Linked DNA regions of Ovis aries: region 2 is linked to region 1. The links are chromatin contacts, called in public Hi-C maps. All regions are on one chromosome and are shown on one strand. Each heading gives the region's core, a stretch centred on a gene start, on an enhancer-like site or on the middle of the called end of the contact. The rest is flanking DNA. Distances are from core to core; before and after follow the strand shown. Region 1 holds the start of RANGAP1 (Ran GTPase activating protein 1). Region 2 overlaps ACO2 (aconitase 2).

Evidence for each region. A called contact is a pair of places that touch in the nucleus more often than the background predicts.
Region 2: a Hi-C map of hypothalamus shows a contact between it and region 1, with 3 times the contacts expected there. The contact joins the enhancer-like site here to the promoter of RANGAP1 in region 1. A contact is called at or near these places in 3 of 16 Hi-C or Micro-C datasets (hypothalamus, mixed tissues and muscle).

The regions. Positions count from the first base shown.
Region 1 is chr3:218,249,889-218,254,504 of ARS-UI_Ramb_v3.0, reverse strand. It overlaps RANGAP1 (Ran GTPase activating protein 1), which reads left to right and starts at 2,280. Exons shown (of 15, transcript XM_060413583.1): 1 at 2,280-2,538.
Region 2 is chr3:218,429,505-218,434,120 of ARS-UI_Ramb_v3.0, reverse strand. ACO2 (aconitase 2) reads right to left here. Exons shown (of 18, transcript XM_027968150.2): 5 at 3,814-3,972; 6 at 3,434-3,584; 7 at 2,979-3,083; 8 at 2,009-2,100; 9 at 936-1,041. Among named protein-coding and RNA genes, the nearest start is that of POLR3H, 21 kb to the left of the region's middle. Within about 2 kb of position 2,735, at least 10 of the 54 cell types and tissues checked have an H3K27ac peak or open chromatin away from gene starts, as enhancers often do. A contact at or near this core is called in hypothalamus, where this site is marked.

The DNA of each region.
Region 1 (4,616 bases), core at 1,031-3,530:
TGGGTTCGATCCCTGGGTCAGGAAGATAAATCCCATGGACAGAGAGGCCTGGTAGACTACAGTCCATGGGATCGCAAAGAGTTAGACACGACTGAGCAACTTCACTTCACTTCACTTTGCAGGCAGAAGAGGAAAGGGAGAATATAGGATCCACAACTCAGTAGTAGTGTGGACTAGAGTCTGGAGCTTCTGTTTTCTCATCTCTGCTGGGAAGGGTAGCAATGATGCCCTTTTCCTTTGTTGTGGTAAAGATTAATTTAGTTGTATGAGGAAGAATCTGGCACATACTACATTTAACTCTGCTCTGCTGCCGCTGCTAAGTCGTTTCAGTCGTGTCCCTCGAGGCTCCCCCGTCCCTGGGGTTCTCCAGGCAAGAACACTGGAGTGGGTTGCCATTTCCTTCTCCAATGCATGAAAGTGAAAAATGAAAGTGAAGTCGCTCAGTCGTGTCCAACTCTTAGCGACCCTGTGGACTGCAGCCTACCAGGCTCCTCCGTCCACGGGATTTTCCAGGCAAGAGTCCTGGAGTGGGGTGTCATTGCCTTGTCATTGCAGGTAAAGCAAAAGCATAAGCGGGTGTGTGGGCCAAGTTGTGAGAGGTAACTTTGGAAGAGAAGTCTGCCTGTGTTGACCGTGCTGATCTCTGGGAACTAGAGTTTCTTGGGTAACATTTACTTTTCTGTTACTATCCTGTTCTATGTTGGTTGAAGTGTTTATAATGAACACCTTATTTATATAATGGTTAAAAAGTTCTTTGTGGAAAAAAAGCTACTTGTATTCTGTTACTTAAAAATTCGAACCTAGAGAAAAGTAGCAAAAATGTTCAAAGAACTCCCACAGACCCTTCACCCAGATTCACTTGTTGACATTTTGCTATACTTGCACTCTCTAGCGTTACATATGAATGCATACATTTTTTAAGCCATTCCAAAGTAGGTTCGGTGAAGGCAATGGCAACCCACTCCAGTACTCTTGCCTGGAAAATCCCGTGGATGGAGGAGCCTGGTAAGCTGCAATTCATGGGATCGCTAAGAGTCGGACACAACTGAGCGACTTCATTTTCACTTTTCACTTCCATGCATTGGAGAAGGAAATGGCAACCCACTCTAGTGTTCTTGCCTGGAGAATCCTAGGGACAGGGGTAACCCCAGTGGGCTGCCGTCTATGGGGTCGCACAGAGTCGGACACGACTGAAGCGACTTAGCAGAGTAGGTTGCAAACATCATGCCTGTAATTATTTCAGCATGTATTTCCCAAGAACAAGGGCAGTCTCTTACATAATCAGGTAGAATTTAAAAGGAACAACAGGTTTAACATGGAAACAATGCTATTATCTTTTTTTTACAACGTTATTATCTAACATACAAATTTTTCTGTCTCAATATTGCCCTTTATTGTGATTCTCTGTACCCCGGCCCCAAGCTCCAGTCCAGGACCACGTGTTGCATTTAATTATCGTGTCTTTTTAGTCATGTTTAATCTGCAGCAGCTCCTTAGCTTTTCTGTCTCACGACACAGACATTTTTGGAAGAGTACAGACACATTATTCCGTAACGTGTTCCTCAGTTGGGTAGGTCCGATGGTTCCTCACGATTAGAGTAATTTTATGCGTTGCGGGGACTGGACGGTGACGCTGTGTCCTTCTCAGCACAGCACTGCGGGAGGTGTGCGATGGATGTCAGCGTCAGTGTAGCGTTAACGTGAACGTTAATGTGGTTAAGGGTGGTGTGGCAGTTTCTTTGCTACAGAGTTACTATTTCCCCCCCGTCCTTTTAATTATCAAGGAATTTGTGGCTATTTTTGGGAAAGTCCTCGAATGTCCTTCCAATTTCATGGGACAAAAAAAAAGCGAGGTTTTCCCTTTAGGAAATGGACACCTCTTAGCTTGCGGAACAGATTGAGCTTCGAGTCTCCGTCAGCACCAGCCTTTGTCAATAAAGTTACGTGAACGTGAACATTTCCGGAAGGGCGGAGCCGGCCCGGCCTCAAGGCATTTAGGGAATTGTAGTCTTCCTGGGAGTTCGCGGTTCAACGCCTCCCAGCGGCCTCCGGGAGAAAGAGCCAGAAGCCGCAAAAGGGAGGGCACAGAGGGACCTAGCGGAGGCGCCGGGACGCCGCGCGGGTATTATGGAAATGGTAGTTCGCGGGCGCGACTCTGCGGCGTCTAGCCGCTCCCCGCGCAGGAGAAGCGGACTACCATACCCGACAGGCCGCGCGCGCGGGGGTAGGGGAAGCCGGGCCGGGCCTCCGACAAATCAAATCGAAGGAAAGAAACTGCCGGCTTTCAAAATCCACCTCCCTCCGCCATCATCCGCCGCCGTGCGGGGAGCAGGTGGTGTCGGAGGTGCGAGCGGAGAGAAGCGGTTGGACAAAGCTGACGGACGTCTACCGGTGGGGCTGAGCATCGGGAGCGCCGGACCGGAGGCGGCGACCCCGATCTGACCTGACCTGACCTGACCCGGACCCTAAATCCGTCCGCGCCCGCCGGACGCACGCGCGCACTCCGGTCGCCCCACGCGGCGGCGCAGCCTGTGTACGGTAGGGTCGGGGATCCCTTTCCTTTCCTTGTCACCTGCCCGGGGATGCAGGCGGGGGTGGCGCGGCGCTGGAACCGGGCGAGGAAGGTGTGGCGCTTTCTGCGTGCCCCCCTCCGTTTTCATCCCCTGTGCCCTCGACCGCCGAGCGCCGAGCCGGGTGGGAGTTGGGGCGCTGTCCCTTTTCCCAAGCGGCGAGGCTGAAGCTTAAGAGAGGGCGTCAGGCCCACCCGGCTCGCCCAGCCGGCAGCGGCGTCCCCTTTTCGCGTCGGTGTCAATCCGAGGGCGGTGAACGTCCGCCTGGGATCCCGGATGGGGCTCTGGTGCGGCCCCGCCTGTCATTGGCGTCCCGAACTCGCGCATCGCTCTCCCGCCGCCGCCTCGCAAGAGGCCCACACCCGCCGAGGACCTGGGCTGGTGCCGCCGCAGCCCCGGGGACCCGCGTGAGTCACTGCCGACGCTGGGCAGGAGTGGTGGATGTGCACGGAGGCAAATGTGCCAGGCTCCTGCTCGGGAGGGAGAGGAGATTTTTGCGTTTACTTCGCCGCTGGCCCTTTGCAGACCTTGGACCAGTCAGTTCATCTCTCTGTGGTCCAGTTGCCTAGACTTTATAGTGGATAGGATGGGTGTGTGTGTGTGTGTGTGTGTGTGTACACGTAGGTACTGGACTTCTCTATGGGGGTGTGTGTGTGTACACGTAGGTACTGGACTTCTCTATGGGTGTGTGTGTGTGTGTGTGTGTGTACACGTAGGTACTGGACTTCTCTATGGGGGTGTGTGTGTGTGTGTTTACGTCTGTACGTTCGTACTGGACTTCTCTTCCAGCTGAGAAGTTCTGTGTTCCTGTTTCATCTGGACGCCTCACCACCGTTTTTCTAGCCTTAAATTGTCCCAAACCAGAATTACAAGGAGTGGGGGGGTGGTGTTGTCAGGCTATTTTATGTTCAGTTTCATCCCCTCGTTCATTCTTGAAGCAGCTTTGAGATTCCCAGCCTCACGCAGCAGATAGAGTGATCCTGTCAGAACATAACTCACATCACAGTCCCTCTTCTGCTAGAAACCCTCCAGTGGCTCCCTTTGTCATTCAGAGTAAAAGCTTTAGTTCTTAAACTGGCCTTTGTGACTGGGGCCTCTTGTTAATTCTCTTTATCTCTTACCTCTTTTCTCCTTCCCTCTCTGTGTTCCAGCCCCACTGGCCTCCTTGCACTTCCTCTGACCCCCACTTCACCCACAAGAGCCTTTGCAAGAATGTTCTTCCCCCAGATATCTGCATGGGTCAGTCCCCAATATCCTTCAAGTCTTTGTTTCTTTCTTGATAATACCTTCTTTAAGACTCTTGAGAGTCCTCTTGGATTGCAAGGAGATCAAACTAGTCAATCCTAAAGGAAATCAGTCCTGAATATTCATTGGAAGGGCTGAAGCTGAAGCCCCAGTACTTTGGCCACCTGATGTGAAGAACTGACTCCTTGGAAAAGACCCCGATGCTGGGAAATATTGAAGGCAGGAGAAGGGAACGACAGAGGACAAGATGGTTGGATGGCGTCACCGACTCAATGGACATGAGTTTGAGCAAGCTGCAGGAGACGGTGAAGGACAGGGAACCCTGGTGTGCTCCAGTCCATGGGGTTGCAAACAGTTGGACACGACTAAACGACTGAACAACCACCACCACTCTTATTTTAGATTAAATCCATTCCCCCCTCCCAAGAGAAAAAGGAAAACAGCAAAGTTTCTTACCCCTTTTCCTGTTTTTTTTTTTTTTTTTCTTATCACTGCCTGAGACACTAAATAACCTTGTTCTTCCTGATCACCCATTCCTCTTTGGGGAAATGTAGTGATCCTTTCTGCCAGTCTGCTGAACTGCAGGCTGGAAGCTCCTTTTTCTCAACAACTCTGTCCTCAGTCTATTGTGATGGTGGCTATTGTGATGTAGAGACCTCTGGTCGCCTAGGAACCCCTGAGGTCTGGCCGCCATGGGCTGCCCAGTCTCCTGGCCACGGTTGAAACCAGCTGTGCAGTAGGCTGTGCCCTGTGCCCCATCCCCAGAGTCATGCCAGTGAGGGCAGTGGGGCATTCTTTGGG
Region 2 (4,616 bases), core at 1,486-3,985, 180 kb before region 1:
TGTATAACCCGCTGTCTCAGAGTGAACAGCGTCTGTATGTGGACACACACTGGAGGGCCCCCACTGCAATACTGACAGGGGCCGCTGCTGGGGAAGGACCTAGGGGCCCATTTTCTTTTACATTTTGTAACATTCTCTGGCTTTCTACTTGGTTTTATAATCAGGAAGAAAAGAATTCTTTTAAAGAAGTCTATCATAGTTATTCAAACAGCCAAAAAAGACTGGATGACATCACACTGTCTACAGAGAGAGAGAGACTGTCTTACCAGTTCAGTGATTTATTTTCTGATTATTAAGTTACCCAAAGATTTCTTTTTATTTACGTCAGCTAATAAGGCTGCACACACTGTACAGCGCCTCATGCTAGGTGCCGTCAAAAGCTCTCACCAGCCCTCAACACGCCCCTCCTCCCAGCAAGGTCAACGGAATCACCCCCATTTCAGAGCTGGGGAACCGAGGCACAGGGGGTGAAGCAATGAGCTCACGGCCACCCAGCTATGAACTGGCAGAGTCAGATTCTCTCTCAGGCCACCGGGGTTCACATGCTTCACGAAAAGATGACAACAGCGGTACCAACATGCCAGTGTGTGTGTGTAAAGCATGTAAAGTAAAATCAGGCATGGTGATTGGTAAGAGGAAATGTTCGTAAAACAAAACTCACACACATCAGTATGGGCATGTACAAAGAGCTGGTTCTGGCTGAGGGTGGAGATTAGGGGTGTTTTAAAATTCTTGTTTTGTCAACGGTCTCTACACTGATATGTATTTCTTTTACACCAAGAAAAAGTAGTTTCTTTAAGAAGCTGTGGAGGGGAAAAAAATTATTTCACAAAGTGCCTAAACCATTCAGGAAGGGCCCCATGGTAAGCACGGGAGATGGTCCACAGCCCTGGGTGGACCTGCTGGCTCTGGGGTTGGGGGTAGGGGGTACTCACCAACTCGGATGTCCAAGGGCCACCCCTCCTTCTCTGCCACACTGCCCACTTCTGCCACAGGGTGAGCCAGGTCAGGGGTGAAGGGCCCATTGATGTGCGGCTTCAGCTGAAGCAAAAGAGGCGGGGGGTGGCAGTGGGGAGGACCTCAGCTTGGTGTGAGGACACCTCTCCCCTTCAGCGGTGGCCTGGCTCCTGCTCGCCCAGTCACGGTGGGCCTGGGAGGCCAGCTCTCATTCTACAGCTCACAGCTCATCCCAGGAAGCGCCCGAGCAGCGGGCACTGTCCATGCACCCGCTCCTGCAGCCCTCCCACCCCCAAGGTCATTATCTCCCGCCTGCAGATGGCAGAGCTGCCTGCCTCGCCCAAGGTCACGAGCTTGGAGACAGCAGAGGCATGGGATGAATCAAGGCTGCCGGCTCCCTCAGCCCGTTATCTCCCGTGAGGTGGTACTTCTGGAAATCTGGAGGCCAGACATGTTATCCGTGACGCTACTTATCACCAACGTGAAGCACTGAGTGAAGTGCCTGGCACCCAATTAGCCCTCAATAAATATCAGCAACAGTTATTACGTGAATTAGCTCATTCAGTCCCCATGACTGCCTCGGGTTCCACATGTGATGAAGTGAGACCCACAGTGACCTGAAGTAAGGTCACAGGCCAAGTGGCAGAGTCAGGATTTGAACTTGTGCGGGTTGGCTTCAGGGCCTAAACCCTCAGCTGCTCTGTTCCGCTACTTTGGTCCCTCTAGCCCGTCCTTCCTCTGGCCTTCCAAATGCTACCCTGATCTTCAGGTCTCAGGGCACCAGGGTCAGGCTTGGAATCTAGGGCCCTGCCCTCTGAATTCTCACAACAAAGCAAGCTCAAGGGTAAAATCTTGGCTTTTCTGAGAGCTGAGGCAAGGGCAAACTGAACGTTTCTGAATGACCAGCTGGGGAACCAAAAGCCCAAGAGCCTTGCTGGGTGTGCAGCCAGGGACCTGCCCAAGCTCTCCCCAAGGCCCACCAGAAGTCTCCAGATGGCGCCTGAACAACCCCCACCCTCAGAAAGTCCTTGGAACCAATGCCCTGCCTCACCTCACTGAGGTTAATTTCAATCAGTTGGTCATAATGGCAGCCAGAGTCAGGTACCAAGTGATCCTTGAATTCATCAGCAAGGTTGGCAATGTCTGAAATCAACAAGGGAGGGAGACTGAAGCATGTAAGACAGAAACTGGTCACAAGACTCCATCCATCCATAAGGACCAGTTACCCAGCACCCGCCACACACAGCGGGCCCTGGGCACTGACTGGGCAAACAAAGGAACAAAACAGCAGCAGAGGGCACAGTCCCTGACCTCGAGGAATTCAGTCTAGCGAGGGCGCCATCAGTGAGCCAGAAGTTACAACACAATACGGGAGACGCACAGGAACGTGGGGACACTGAGCAGAGGTACTGACTTGGGGTTCAGAGTCAGGGAGAGGAGAAGCACTGGATTTTAGAGGAGGAGAAGTTACTTGATAATTAAAGGAAGAGTCTTCCAGGTAGGATTCTGTGTACAAAGAGCTCGGAAGCAAAGTGACAAGCTCTCCCCAGGTCCCCCAGCCTCTGGCTCCACCAGTCGCCTCCCTTCAGAAGACCCAACAAGCTCTCCCCAGGCCCCATTTCCATCTCTGGGTTTCAAAGAAGCTAAGCTCAGGGAAGTTGTTGGGGGAGGCTGAGAAAGTGGTTCTTGCACCAAATGATTTTCCTCCTTCCCTGCTAGAGTAGGAATTAAATCCACGTCATTTCCAGAGCTTCCCATAGAGGGCGCCAGGGACCAGGCCAAGAAGAACCGAACTCAGATGCCCTTTCAGGGTTACTAAATCCCAAGGATGCCCATCCAGGGGAACTAAATTCCTGAGCCATGATGTTTCACGCTGAGAGGCCAGAGCCTCTGAGACGCTGATGAGAGCTCCAGAAACCCACTTAGGAGCAGTCACACACATAACCTCTCACAGACTTCCAGGGGCTTCTCAGAACCCTGAAGTCAGTTCAGAGACGGGATTAGGACCCCCACCGGCTCACCTGCCCGGCCTGTCTTGCTCAGGTATTTCTTCATCCTGTGGTTATAAGGGAACACCGAAGTGGTGGCCCCAATTTCTGCACCCATGTTGCAGATGGTCGCCATGCCTGTATAGAGACAGAACCCACAGGGCTGGCTGAGCAGCTGGGCGAGGCCCCCACACCCGCTAGAGGCGCATACACATCTTTGCACCAGGGAGCTGGCATCACTTCTTCCCTCGCTCTCATTGCCCTTGTGGTCCAGGGTTAAAAGGAGGGCCAGGGAAAGAGAGACCACGGGGCCAGAGCCCAGTGTCCCGGCTGTCGGGGTGGCTGCTGGATACCGGGAGAAGAACACAAGATTCTAGCCCTACGAACAGAGTTTCAATCCTGGGAAGGCCAGCCGCTGCATCTACAGCTCAACCACAGGCCCATGGGCCCGCAAAGGCTGGGAGCACGCCTGCGGCCGCCGTCCTCACCAGTGCAGGAAATAGAGTCTACTCCAGGCCCATGGTACTCCACGATGGCGCCCGTGCCACCTTTCACTGTGAGGATGCCCGCCACCTTCAGGATCACATCTTTAGGTGAGGTCCAGCCAGAGAGGGAGCCCGTCAGCTTCACACCAATCACCTGAATAGGTGGGGCAAGAAAGCAGGCACAGGCCTGTGTGTCACACCCCACATTCCAACCAGGAACCTATCTGCTGGAATTCTCACTCGGGCTTGTTTATCCCTGCCTCCTTCCCAGAGAGAGCTGAGCCTGACCTATGCGCTCAGCTCTTGTGGGTCCCACATCTCCTACTCGCCCCACCAACCACCCCTCTGCTGCTACCCCAACACAAGCCCTCCCCACTTCTCACCTTGGGGCACTTCAGCTCCCAGGGGATCCCAGCCATGACGTCCACAGCATCAGCACCCCCGACTCCAATGCAGATGCCTCCCAGGCCACCGCCATTGGGGGTGTGGGAATCAGTGCCAATCAGAAGAACCCCAGGGTAGGCATAGTTTTCCAGAATGATCTGAAAAAGAATCCAAGGTCTTCTGTTTAAAAGCCCTGAGCAGAGAAAGGAGCTTAGGGCTCCAGTGGGGTCTGCAAGACTGCCCCCTGCCGACACTGGGCCACTGAGTTAGTCCTAGGCATGCCTCCTGCACGGGGCCTCTCCAGTGTAGCCTGGATGAGCCAGAGACCTGGGAGACTGGTAGCTTGGGCTCAGGAACAGCTCTGAAAGCTCCCGATTGTATGACTTGGACTAGTAACTGCCTCCCTGGACCTCAGTTTCCTCATCTGTTAGTACAGTATTAAGAATGGCTGCACCATCCCAACCCCAGGATGGTGGTGAGAACCAGATGACCTGGGATCCAAGTGTGTCCTGGGACAGGCCCAGGGACAATGCTGACTGCTGAAAGGTGCTTCGATAACACTCTGCCTCACGTGGTGGATGTGTGGAGTGTGCTTATCTGGCTTCTCCAGAGAGCGGACAGTCTCCCATGGCCTGGCTCCAGCACAGCGGAGGGAGGAGCTGGCAGTGAGCATTTCCCCCCAAGATACCTGATGCGGCCATAGGGGCAGCAATCCCAGAGCAGCCCCACCCACCACCTGAGGTGCTAGACGCTCTGCAGCTGCGGGGTTGCTCAAGGAGAGCTGCGGCCAAAGGGCACCATG